2 separate regions of the Mus musculus genome follow, and region 1 is linked to region 2. A link is a contact called in public HiChIP or PLAC-seq data. All regions are on one chromosome and are shown on one strand. Each heading gives the region's core, a stretch centred on a gene start, on an enhancer-like site or on the middle of the called end of the contact. The rest is flanking DNA. Distances are from core to core; before and after follow the strand shown.

The links. HiChIP or PLAC-seq counts read pairs in DNA pulled down with a chosen protein or histone mark.
Region 1: a BATF HiChIP or PLAC-seq map of CD8 T cells shows a contact between it and region 2, with 12 read pairs. The contact joins the enhancer-like site here to the promoter of Gigyf2 in region 2. A contact is called at or near these places in 10 of 39 promoter capture datasets (the 3T3-L1 cell line, 3T3-L1-derived adipocytes, cranial neural crest and 6 more), 1 of 15 datasets of contacts at CTCF or cohesin (CD8 T cells), 2 of 484 Hi-C or Micro-C datasets (the G1E-ER4 cell line and Th1 cells), 16 of 115 datasets of contacts at active chromatin or transcription factors (the 230-238 cell line, CD8 T cells, the HPC-7 cell line and 11 more) and 4 of 9 other capture datasets (adipose tissue, embryonic stem cells, liver and 1 more).

What each region holds. Positions count from the first base shown.
Region 1 is chr1:87,376,139-87,382,635 of GRCm38.p6, forward strand. It overlaps Gigyf2 (GRB10 interacting GYF protein 2), which reads left to right. Exons shown (of 29, transcript NM_146112.4): 7 at 2,834-2,945; 8 at 3,830-3,870. Among named protein-coding and RNA genes, the nearest start is that of Kcnj13, 15 kb to the right of the region's middle. Within about 2 kb of position 2,048, at least 15 of the 459 cell types and tissues checked have an H3K27ac peak or open chromatin away from gene starts, as enhancers often do. A contact at or near this core is called in CD8 T cells, Th1 cells and memory CD8 T cells, where this site is marked.
Region 2 is chr1:87,325,590-87,332,380 of GRCm38.p6, forward strand. It overlaps Gigyf2 (GRB10 interacting GYF protein 2), which reads left to right and starts at 1,409. Exons shown (of 29, transcript NM_146112.4): 1 at 1,409-1,503.

The DNA of each region.
Region 1 (6,497 bases), core at 798-3,297, 51 kb after region 2:
TATAGATGACTTAAATGTGGAAAAATCTAGAATCTGGTTTCTCTAATGCTGACTTAGCAGTAAAGCTTCCACCACACAAGCAGGGCTGGAGGTAGTCAGAATTGCAAAACCCAAAATCCATTATATGTATTTTTCTTGATCTCTCCCCCCACCCCCCACCCCCCAGTCTTCCAAGACTTAATGGTTTTGGTCAAGACTAAAATGTTTTTCTCAAAGTGGTTCTACAGAATAGGTTTTCTGGAGTTTACCCCCCCCCCCCCCAAGGGTTTCTCTGTGTAGCCTCTGTGGCTGTCCTGGAACTTACTCTGTAGACTGGGCTGACTGAACCTCAAGAAGTTCACTTGCCTCTGCTTCCCAAGTGCTGGAATAAATACTATTTTTAAAAATTACATTTATGTGTGGGAATGTGTATTTGTGTTCAGGTGGTGTAAGAGACCAGAAGAAGGTACTGGATCCTCTGTAGTTGGAATTAAACAGTTGTAGCCACGTGGTGTGGATACTGGGTGCCAAACTCAGTCCATTCAGTTAACTGCTGGACCATCTATCTAGTCTGGACAAAATTAATCTTGAAAAAGGAGAGGATTTGTTCCTTATCCTAAAGTCACTGTTGTGGAGGAATATTTTCGCGTTAGAGTAGTTACTATTAAATTATTTTAGGATTTTAAATAAAATGTATACATATTCTGAATGTAGGGCAGAGGGAGAAAGCTACTTAAACTGTAAGTTGACTTTAGGTTGACTTAAAAGTAATGAACCTGGAAGATAACTTTGTGATTGTTAGAGTTAAACTGTAGTTTTCACTTTTATTTTATAGACAAAGTGGATACTAGTCTAGTCAAGAGAATATCCTAATATATATTATATAATTTTTTTCAGTATTTTGTAAGAGTCATGGAAGTATTCCTGTAATCTGAGTCAGTTCCTGATAGGTTATGATGAAGTGCATGGGTACTTGAATTCACTTGCTTCATTGGATGTTTCATTCAGAATATATTATTTTCGGGTTAGAGGTGTATTTTTTGTGGTAGAGCTTTTGCCTAGCATTTGCATTGTGCTCTGTTTGGTACCTAGCACCATACACAAAATAAAGCTTTATCATTTTCTTCTGATCATTTTGATCTATGGGAGAAGTTAAGTTTGGGATAGCTGCTAAGGTATTTTTTGTTATAAATGCACCCCAAACTCCCATGCCTCCTCTAGTTTCTTCATTTGTGTCAGTACTGTTCACATGTTCATTGAGTAAACTACAGAATGTCCAAAGCTGAAAGTGCGTGCTACATACATATCTGCATGTGTCTCAGTCACTCTTAGCTGTGCAGCAGTATGGACAACATCACAATATCACCCCCCCCCCCCACTTGAGTATGCTTTTGTCATTCAGTAGCACAGGTCTGAGTTAACATTAGTGCCTTAGTTATGTGGATTTGTATTGTTCTGGGATGTTTCATCAGAATTTATTTAGCCAACTATTATTAGGTTGTTTCTAGTGTTTTGAAATTCAAGTGTTCGTTTTCATACAAATATGTGTCATGCCTTATTTAACAAGACGCGAGCCTCATTAGGTTATTTTATTTTCATTGATATATGAACATTATAATTTACACAGGCTTATATGGTTTAGGTTATTTACTTGGTTTGGCCTCCAGATACAGTTAAAAGACAATGATTACAAGATATATGCTGTTGCTTGTGGTATAAATGGGATATTGTTTTATAGTAAATTTAAAATAAGTACACTTGAAAATATAATATATCCTCAAATAAATAACTTTTCATTGTCACAATCACATACTGTGTACTACATGCTGGCAAATATGCCATGTTTTTAAGTGACTGGCAGTTCAGTAGATTTCTTTAGACCAGCACCATCACAAATAAGTCTCTAGTTACTTCAGAGTTTTCAACTCCATTATAATGTGGTTGAACAGTGAGTGGTTATAGTAAGTCTTATCACTGGTTGAAACTGTATGCATTGCATGATGGTTTACATACTTGTGAGTGCCTCCCTCTCCTTCCCTTTTGTTCTTTTTTTCTTCTTTCCCTTTCGGTCCTTTTCATCTTTCTTAGGCTTTTTGAGTCATTCTTGATGTAACACAAGCTGGCTTTGAGCTGTCAGTTCTCTGTTTCAGCCCCAAATGCTGAGATTATAGGCATGTTCCACCCCACTTGACTCTGTAAAAATGTTTCTACTGGGATAGATTCTGAGCAGAGTCACAGGTTGATAGTTAACCAGATGGCCTTCATTAGAAGCCTGCTAACATTTGATTTGCAAAGCTTTTAAGTCCCTATACTCCAACTACTCTGCGGAATGACTTTAGTGTTGCTAATTTTCCTTACCTCAGTGAAGGATTCTTTTTATCCTGTAAGAATATAGTTCGCAGTCCTACAGTTGTTCAGTTCACTTCTGCTATCTTTTTTCTGGAATTGGATAAAGGAATTTTATCGTGATTGACACTTCCTACTAGAGTTTCTCTCTAGAAGTTCCCCATAGTAAGATTTCCCCAGTAGTTATTGAAAACAATCCATGAAAACATTCAATTTATAATGGTGTACTAGCCTTGGTAGACGCCACTGTGGACCTCGTCACTGATGAGTTTCCTGTTGGTGCTGTGTATTGTTCAGGACTGGGATTCCTTCACGAGTGGTTGGTTTATTTTTTTCATACCCCAGTTCAGTTCTATCAGAGCCATTATGTCTTGCTAAATACTTAAATGTGGCCGTCTTGAAGTGTACAGAGAGATAGAACTTCATAGAGATTAACCTTCAGTGTTGAACATACTTGTTGGATGTTGGTTTCTAACTATTTCCCCTCCCCCTGTTTTCTTATTTTCAGGCAGAGGTAGAGGTGAATGTGGTTTCTACCAAAGAAGTTTTGATGAAGTAGAGGGTGTGTTTGGGCGAGGAGGTGGCAGGGAAATGCATAGATCACAGAGCTGGGAAGAAAGGTAACTAAAGTGTTGAGATTGTAATGTAATTAAGCATTTGCTGGTCTATAAAACTCACCCTAGTGGTATTCTATAGGACTTGCCTGTGTGCCAGTTATTTGACAGGCTGAGGAAGGAGATTCTGGAGTACTGGCTATCCTGCACAATTTAGCAAACTTCTGAACTCAAAATAAAAATGGAAAAAAATGGCTAGGATTCTAACCCATTGGTAGCTCTCTAGGGAGGTTCAGCCCTCAGTACTCCAAACAAAACAAAGCACACCGCGTTCCTTTCATGAGTGGTACAGGGTTGCGTGTTCCTGTGATCCTAACACTTGGGAGGCCAAGACAGAAGAATCATGAGTTCCAGACCAAAATGGGCTGCATGGTGTGACCTAGAGAATCACAGAAGTTGGGTGGGAGTGTTGTCTCCTCTCTAGCCCCTGGCCTTCCCTCAAGAAAGAACATTTTGAAAACACAGAACTTATCCCTTTTCTGCTTTTCCTGAAATTTCTGTACAATAAAACATAATATATAATTCTTACAGTTAAGGATGAGCCTTGATCTCAAAATAAGGGTAGAAGGGTTAAGGTTGTAACAGTGGTGGCTGTCTTGCTCAGCACCCTGAGGTTTAGTACTCAGAACCACAAATGTGGGAAAATATTGCCAAGGTAGTATATATAACATGGTCTGTAATGTTTCCAGGTAAAATAATAATATTCTAGTCATTGGGAGCTAAGGTTTGGTAGGTGGCCAGGTGGAATTTTTGTTCTCATCATTGCTTTCCTATATTTTCTAAATACTAACTGGCAGATCTGCTGCTAAAGGGACTGCAGGAAAGGAGTATCATGATAGGAAATCTATGTTGTTTTTAAGGTGTTTTTGAAATTTATTTTGTCTTTTTAGGGGTGACAGGCGCTTTGAAAAACCAGGAAGAAAAGATGTAGGTAAGGATCTTACTGTTTTGAAATACCTCCTGCACTCTCCTGGTATTGGTGCTAACAAGGCCCATTGGGAAGGATCATTAGCAGTACAGATTAACTGTTACATGCATGGATCCAGTAGATGGAGCTGTAACACTGATTCAGAGTCCTGTGGTGAGACCTGGAGTGATGGATACAACCATTAAGACATACTCAATGTTTTAGGGTTGTGTTTCTTTAAGGCATGCCTTTTTCAGTAAGGCTCTTTGTGGGATTGAAATTCTAAATTAGGAAGTAATTTGATCACTTGTTTATTATCATGGAGAGTATGTAGGTTAGAATAGGGAAGATGTGGCTTTTGTCTGAGGAGGCAAAGGCTGAGACTGAATATTCTTTCCTTAATCAATGATTGGACTATTTCTTTTATTGTGTATGTGTGCAGGCTATGTATATGGAGGTAGGGACACACACCTCGCAATGCCTGGGAAGGCTGTGGAGTTGGTTCTGTCAAACCTTCATGTGGGTTCTGGGGTTCAAACTCAGCAGCACCTTTACTTGCAAGCCATCTCACCAGCCTAGCTGTCTTCTTTCTGTAGATATATTTTCCTTGTGAGTATTTATGATAATTTAGTCAATTTGTAATGTTATGATGGGCTTTCTGACTGATAAATTGGCAGTCTACATTGATATTTGGTGAAAAAAATAAAAAGTACCAGTTAACAGTATTGGTATAAGTTTGAAAATTTTCAGTTTCTAAATTTCTTCAAAAAACAAAAATGTCCTACAGAGTATGGTAATATCTGATAGTGATTAACGTGTCTCATAAACATGCTGACTCTACAAACACTGATCACAGACTAAATTGAATGTACATGGTTTTGAAAACAAGGAAGTTAGAATAATCAGCTTGATTTCATTGTTTCCTCATGAAACATGTAAACCTCACTGAAACATATTTGTTATTTAAAGTCTATTAACATACCATTGGAAAATCTTGGTTCTCATTGAAATGACATTAAATGAGTGTTGCATGAAGAAATGTGGATTTGGTTAGGTAATTTATTAACATACTTTACCCATTTTTGTGAGGGCTTCATGGAGAGAATTTGTTAGGACCTTTGTTCCCATCCCGATCTGATTCAGTACTTTAAAAACATTTTTATGTGTATTTGGTTCTCTTTGTGTGTATAATGTGTGTGTGCATGCATGCACACGTGCCCCCCACTGTGGCCAGAAGGGGTGGTTGGATCCCTTGGACCTTGCATTACAGGTGGTTGTTGAGTTACTCTGTGTGGGTGCTGGGAACTGGACTTAGGATCCTTGGAAGAGCAGCAAGCGGTACTTACTGCTGAGTATCTCTTCAAGGCAGTGACTCAGCACTTTTGCCTTTGATTGTGGAGAGGTAATAAGGGTAGTTAGTACAGAATTCAAAATCAGAAGGTCATGTTTATTCTAATCTTTCATATTCCATAGTTCCCCAAATATAATGAGAAGATAATATCTTAAAGTCTTTGAACTCATTTATTCCTTCAACAAATATCGAGGCCCTAATTATGTCATAGGCCTTGTGCAGGTGCTAATGTTTTCTTTGGAGGATATTGTTAGCTGCTGATCACTCATTGCTCAGAGGGAAGTAGTCTGTAGAGTAGGGAAATTTTAACTTAAGATCAGATTTAAGGTGTAACAAAAAGCCAAGTCTAATGAAATGAAAACTTAACAGTAGAAAATGCAGCTTTATATAAATATATTAAAGAGTTGAAAGTATGGGGAACGACTCAGGCTTCTTTCAGATGACCTCGGCTTCATGTTAGTCAGCAATTACCTTACACCTCAGGGCAGGAATTACTAGATCTAAATTACCCCAGTGAGCCAAAAGAGGGTAAGCTCATTGCCTTTTATTTGTTTAAGATTTTAAAAAATTTATTTATGTGTATGTAAGTGTGAGTGTAGTATGCATTTGTGCATACTGTAGCAGCCAGAAGAGGTGGTCAGATCCCATAGAGCTGTAGTTGCAGGCAACTCTAAGCAGTGTGATGTGGGTGCTGGAAAAGTGGTCTGCTGCAAGAGTAGCAAGTGAGTCATCTCTCCAGCAAACAACCTAGCTCCCCACAGCCTACATAGCCTTTTTGAGGTCACATCTTAAAAAAAAAAGATTTATTTATTATATATAAGTTACACTGTAGCTGTCTTCAGACACACCAGAAGAGGGCATCAGATCTTATTATAGATGGTTGTGAGCCATTATGTAGTTGCTGGGAATTGAACTCAGTACCTCTGGAAGAGCAGTCAGTGCTCTTAACCACTGAGCCATCTCTCCAGCCTGGGGTCACATCTTGAATGAAAGTAAAGGGTCATGGTTTACCATTGAAGGCCAAGGCACTTGAAGCCTTTGTGCTGGTGGTGATTGCATTAAAAGAGATGGGTGTTCAGATAGGAAAGACTAAACTGTGGGCTGGGCAGTTTGGAGGTTTGCAAGATCACTACAAATACTGGCTTACAGATATGACCAAGAAAGAAGGCTTGACCTGCTTGAGTTTCAGAGTCTGAATAATGGGCTCAAGGATGTGTTAAACACATTCTTTTTAAATTAACTAACTAACTAATTAATTAGTTATTGTTTTTTCAAGACAGGGTTTCTTTTTGTAGCCCTG
Region 2 (6,791 bases), core at 159-2,658:
AGGTCTTATACACTATAGAATTCTAGCTTATGGAATGGAATGGTATTTTCCACTTTACCTACTCTCGGGTTTCCCCACATCAAATAACATAATCTAGATAATCTCTCATAAATTTGCTCAGATATTTGTTTCCATGATGAATCCAAATCCCATCATGTTGACAGTCAAGATTAATGATCACAGTCAAGATTAATGATCATTCTCTGAATTTAATGCTCTTTTATACAGTCTCTCTTTGAAAGGGAATCAAGACTCAGGAAGGGAGGCAGAGGAGGAAGTTGGTATATATATATATATATATATATATATATGTATGTATGTATGTGTGTGTGTGTGTGTGTATTTTTTTTCCAAGTGTTGAATCCAGGGCTCCCAAACGACTAGGTTGGGAGTCTGCCACTGTGTTCTGAAACTTAAGTTTATGTTGATGGGAAGACCTATGATAAATGCTGGAGGATATTTTGCAGTGATTGTGTGAAACTGAGTGGATCCCAAACACCAAAGGTAGTAGAAAGGCAGGAAAAGACTAATGGTCCCAGAAAGACCCGGGTGACTTGAAATGGTAGATGTACCAGGTTTAGCAAATCAAAGTATATAGTATGTCCAGCTAAACATGAGTTTCAGAAAGACAGCAGATTAATTTCCTGTATTCTGTATTGCCGGGTTTACTATTCGTTATCTCGCAACCCTAAAATGGGAAGGCAGTATATATAAGGGGGTTGTAGGTCCACATGTAGTGGAAGGGTGTAGTAACTTTTTTTTAGTTTTTCGAGACACGGTTTCTCTGTATAGCCCTGGCTGTCCTGGAACTCTGTAGATCAGGCTGACCTTGAACTCAGAAATCGATCTGCCTCTGCCTCCCAAGTGCTGGGATTAAAGGTGTGAGCCACCACTGCCTGGCTAGGTGTAGGAACTTTTAAAACCTTCCCAGCTGTCACATTCCAGTACTCCAGGATGAATTTCCAGTTCTATAAGAAAGGAAACTGCTTTGAATTTCAGCTTTACCATTTGCCCCATGATGGACCAACTGGCAGGAAAATGCTAGACCAAATGCTGTGGAAAAGTTCTAGCTTGGAAAACCAGCTCATAAATGATGTGGAGATTTTTGTACTGCAACCGGGCACTGGATTGGGTGCATCGGACGGTGAGTCATAGGGCCTCTGGCCAGGCTCCAATTAGGGACACCAGTTCAACTCTAGGGCCATAGGAGATGCAGCCAAAGGCCCCACTGTGCGCCTGCGCTACTCAGGCTCCGTCCTCGCCCGGCCCTGCATCCGGGTCTCAGGGAGGGGCGTGTCCGAGGGGAGGGGCAGGCCGTCGAGGAAGGGAACGATGTCGTGGGAAGCTGGAGAGCAGGGAGGGAGTGAGGCGGGGATGTAGGCGGGGCGGGGGGCGGCGCGGCGCGCGGGGTCACGTGACGTGCGTGGCGACGTGTCGGCCATCTTGTGTTGTTGAGGCTGAGGATTGACTTGGGTTCTGAGAGACTCCTGTCCCGGACCGCAGGTAACCAGTGGCTCGGTGTGTGTCTCCCCTGCCCGCGGCCATCCCGCGCCCAGTCCCCGCCATAGCGCCCCGAGCTGCCGTGGCCCGGCGCCCACCGTCGCGTCCCCGCCGCTCCGGCCCGAGCCGGCCGCATGGACACACTCAGGCTGCCCGGCAGCGGCCACGGCCGCTGCCGGCTGGGGGCGTCAGACCTGGGGACAGGGCAGGTGCGAGGTCAGCAGGAGCCTCCTCCCGTGCGAGGGTCCCGGCAGTCCAGGGAGCGTCCCGGCCGAGGGCAGCCCCCTGCTTTCGCCCCCGTGGCATCGCGGGGGAAGCCGAGGAGAGGAGGCGGGAGGCGGGGTGGGCAGTGTCAGGCCGGAGGGTTCGCCTTCCGCTGCCCGCTCCTCGGGGCTGGTCGCCCGCACAGCCTCGGGGTACCCCGGCTAACAGCTGCTGCGAGCCGACAGCTGCTCCTGCCGGCGCTCCTGCCCGCACCTGCCCCAGGGAGGTGCGCCCTTGCCTTCTCCACCGAGCATCTGGACTGGGGAAGACTGCTTCTAGGGCTGGAGGACTGGTCTTGAGCAGGCCCCAGGCAAGGTGGAGTCATGATCTGATCCTGGGACTGAGAGGCTTGGGAAAGTAGAGCCCCGGGCAGCCCCGGGGACCCGAATGTTCATACCGGCTTGAAATGGGCAAGCAGTTTCCCACGAAGCACTCTTGAACACTTTGGTTTTGTAGCTGAAATATAAATCAAGCCAGCAAGTAAGGAAGGGTGTGAAAGGAGCTGATTGTGTGACCGCGTTTGGGAAGCAGTAACGTTGCTTTGCATTTATCTAGTACGGTCTCCCCTCACCTCCAGTTTTCTCGAAAGTCAAAGCACTTAAACACACCTAGTGGTTCTATTAGGAAGGTAAGTATTCCAACATAACTTAAGAAATGAAGGGACTCAATCAGTGATGGCTTCCCACCTAGTCCCATCTACCTTGAATTATAGGTAATTATGTTTCAGAGTGTTGTATACAGGGATTGTAGTCTTCCTTATGTAGTTACTCCTCTTTAGTAACAAATGACTTCCTAAATTACAAAAACTATTATCCTACTTTTTGTACATGAGTTTTCATCCTTTTTTGTGGCTCTGACTGGCAGAATTTTTCCTTTTGGTTAGAACATATACTTTGTCTTCATTTAATGATATTTCCCTAATGTAGCAGCTTTTAGATTGCCTAGACTGGGATATGTACTTCACTGTCACATAAGAAGACACTAGGAAAACATTTAGAAGTGACATATGTCTGGAAAAATACCAACGTTGAAGATGTTGGTGATTTGCTAGAAAGAAAAAGACCATACCTTTTTTGGTACTTGACAAAGGATTTAGAGTTTTGTGGCTGGGGAAGAAGAGATTATGTACTGTATGCTGCCATTCTTGTCTTTTCCTTTCTTTTCTGTTTGACTACAAGTACTACAGTATGTAGTGTGAATGCTGAGGGACAAACATTTCTGTTTGTGTTGCGCTCACTTCTGGACATCTAAATACTTAAGTAAAAATATACAAATACTTCTTGATGTGATGATTGGGCTGTGTCCCTTAAATTGATTGAAAGTTGAAGTATGTAAGCTGAAATTGCATTTAAAGCTATCAGTCTGCTGCCCATTAATAACAGCAAAGCCTCCTATAGAATCTTGATCATCTCCCGCTTGTATGGTTAGATTTTATGTGATTTTGTGACTCTCTGGTCCTAGCCAGCAATGCCAGGGAGTATTGTACTACATACATATTGTTAACTCAGGAAGAAATCATAATTAGAAATATGAAGAATGATTTCTACTGAGTCCATATTGTTTTTACCTCATAGTAGAGTGCAAACTCTTGTTAAGTTGAACATTTCTGTGTAGGGACCATCTGTTTATGTAGGAGTAACGGGAAAAAGAAAAAGAAGAGAGATAGGGGGACTGGATAACAATTGTGGGAAGGGTTAATTTTTAAATTTAGTCCTGTGAGGAGACTTTACAGGTAAGCTAAAATTTGAGGAAACACCTGATAGGTAGAGGGCAGGGTCCTTCACCAAGAGGAAAAGAGGGCAAAGATCCTGAGATGAGAAGATAAAACTTAGGTGGGACCTATCTAAGGCTTGCTAGGAAGAGGACTGAGGCTAACTAGTCTGGGGAGACTGAAAGAAACTGATCAGATGTATTTACCCACCTCTTTGGCAGGAAGATGAGGTGGACCATTCACTGCTCTGGAGTCTTTTTTTTTTTTTGGGTGGGATGGGGTGGGGTGTTTCCAAGACAGGGTTTCTCTGTGTAGTCCTGGCTGTCCTGGAACTCACTCTGTAGACCAGGCTGGCCTTGAACTCAGAAATCTGCCTGCCTCTGCCTCCCAAGTGCTGGGATCAAAGGCGTGCACTACCATGCCCAGCTGGAGTGTGTGTGCGAGCAATCCAGGCTGACCTGAAATTGCCCTTCTCTTACCTCAGTCTCCCCAGTTTCTGAGATCTATGGAAAAGTCTTAAGAAAATCAGGTTTTATAGACTTGAGCCAAGATCCCTCCTTTCCCGTTCATTTGGAAAACTCGGGATGTTCATCTATTTCAGGAATTATAATGGATTTCTTAAAAGTAAGTTTTTAGATGTGATTGGTGTTAGACTGCCTGGAAATGCTTTTTAAAAGGAATGGCTTTTTGTTTTGTTGGTTTTGTTTTTTTGTTTTTGATTTTTCCAGACAGGGCTTCTTGATGTAGCCTTGGCTGTCCTGGAACTTGTTCTAGACCAGGCTAGCCTCTTCCTCCTGAGCACTGTGATTAAAGATGTTTACCAACACTGCCTGGCAAGAAATGGCTTTTAAAGAAGGATATCCCAGCTTCATGATTGACTAGGACATTTTGCAAACTCAGGGACTACCTGGTAACGTGGTAACTAAGATTCAGAAGAGCTAGGAATATAGCTTAGGCTTAGATCACTTGCCTAGCATGCCTGATGACCAGGTTGAATCCCCAGTACTGCCTAAACAAAAAAAAGAATAGAAATTTCAGAATATTTGGAAGTGAGGAACTGTTCTCAGGCACTGGTGATTAAGGAGTATAATCAAATGAATCAGTATATTAACCCAGGTTATCCACAGTTGGTTAGTGAAGAGTTTCTTTTACTTCTATACAGTCCAGCCTAGTTCTAATGGGCTCTCCTAATTTCTGTGGAGATCCCTTTTATCATTTTGCTTGTGTAGAATGTTTTCTATTTTTCTTTTTTTACCTTATAAGCTAGATTTCAAATTAATTTGTTGCTTAGTAGGCTGGGGACTTTTTTCTGAGGGCCTTCCAGCGTATTTTCATATTCATAAATGGACAATTTAATAACTTTTTATTTTAACTTACCTGATAAATTTTAGTATTTTGACTTTCGGAGCTTTATTTTGCTGATAGATTGACTGTATGAAAAATAATAGTAGACTTGCTTCAAAGTCATGTGAAGATAGGAATTCCAAGGCAGAGTGTGATTGGAGCTTTGCAGCTAGAGGACATAGTTATGGTGGTGCTGAGGTAGTGTTCTAACTCATTATATCTACAGCCTGTTCCCTTGCTCCATTTTTGAAATGACATTTTTAAATTATACTCTGATGTCATACCATTTATTTGTTCTCATGACTCTGCATTTTAATACTCTGTACATGTATCTTTATGTTGACCTTCACAGTGGAAGATGTATTGGTGGTAATTGCTGTCTAGGAAGACGTCTGTAGGTAGAAAAGTAAAATGTTTTATCCCTAGCCCCCCTCAAAGATCTATGATTTGTGTCATTTAAAAAAAAAGATTTTTTTTCAGTTCTCCTTTAGTTTATTAAATTTTCTATACTTTCTGTTTTATTCTATAGTTGGGCCAGTCTCATAGGTTGAGTCTACAATTTATGTTGGTGTTAATTAATCTACGTATTTTAGGCAAGTTAAATGTCCCATTTTCTTCAACAGTTTGATATGTCTCTCTCTTTTGGCATTTTTTATTTGAGACAGGGTTTCTCTGTGTAGTCCTGAAATCATTCTGTAGACCAGACTAACCTTGAACTCAGAGATCCACCTGCCTCTGTCTTCCAAGAGCTGGGATTAAAAGAATGCCATCACCCGCCAGCCTTGAAAAATATGTAGCCAAGGCTGGCCTGGAATTCATGATCCTCTTGCCTTCACCTTCTTTAGCAAATCCTACCACTGTGTGCTACCAAAACTGGCTGAGTTTTTCGTAAGATTGTTTGTTAATTCTTGTAAAAATCCCAATTTCCCCTTAACCCTTATTAGTATTATTTTAAAATTACATTATTTAGGGTGTGTACCTGTGTGTATATGTGTATGTATGTGGGTATATGAATGTATCTATGCCATTGTGTGCCTGTGGAGGTTAGTGGAAACTTGGTGGAAGTTGGTTTTCTCCTTTCATTATGTGATTTCCAAGGACTGAACTCAGGTTATCAGGCTTGGCAGCAAATGCTTTTACTCCCTGAGCCTTCGTGGTGGCTTCCTTGTTAGTGTTTTCTGGTAGATGTAGAGTTGCCATTGGATTTTGATGCCCTAGAGAATTGTATCTCTAAAATAGATTTTTTATCTTACAAGTTTATTATTATCACCTCCTCCTCCTCCTCTTCCTCCTCCTCCTCTTCCTCCTCCTCTTCTTCCTCTTCCTCCTCCTCCTTTGTTTAAAAAGAGCTTGTGTGTTTTGTCTGTGGAGGTTAGAGGACAACTTTGTGAAACTGGCTCTTCCCTTCTGACATACAGGCTCCCGGAGTTGGAACACAGGCATCAGGCTTAAGGGCGAGTACCTTTACCACTAAACTGTCTCTCAGTTGTTTCCTCCCCTACCCTCCGCCCTGAGAACAGGAGGTCCTGTAGTCTTAGCCAGCCTTGAACTATGTAGCGGAGGATGACCTTGAACCTGATGATCCTCTTGCTTCCCAGGGATACCAGCCTATGCTTCCTGGCTCCCTTATGCTGGGGAATCAAACTGAGAGCTTCATTTTTGCCAAGCAAATATTCTTCATGGAATTATATACATCTCCAGCCTAGATCTGAGTATTTTTGACTATATATATATATATATATATATGTGTGTGTGTGTGTGTGTGTGTGTGTGTGTGTGTGTATGTATGTATATGTGTATATATATATATATATACCATAAGTTTTCTCTGACCTCATTGTGTGAGGTCAGGAAAACAGGGAAGAAATCTGAAAAGAAAAGAATATTCCTTTTTTTTTGTTTTTGGTTTTTGTTTTTTCGAGACAGGGTTTCTCTGTATAGCCCTGGCTGTCCTGGAACTCACTTTGTAGAC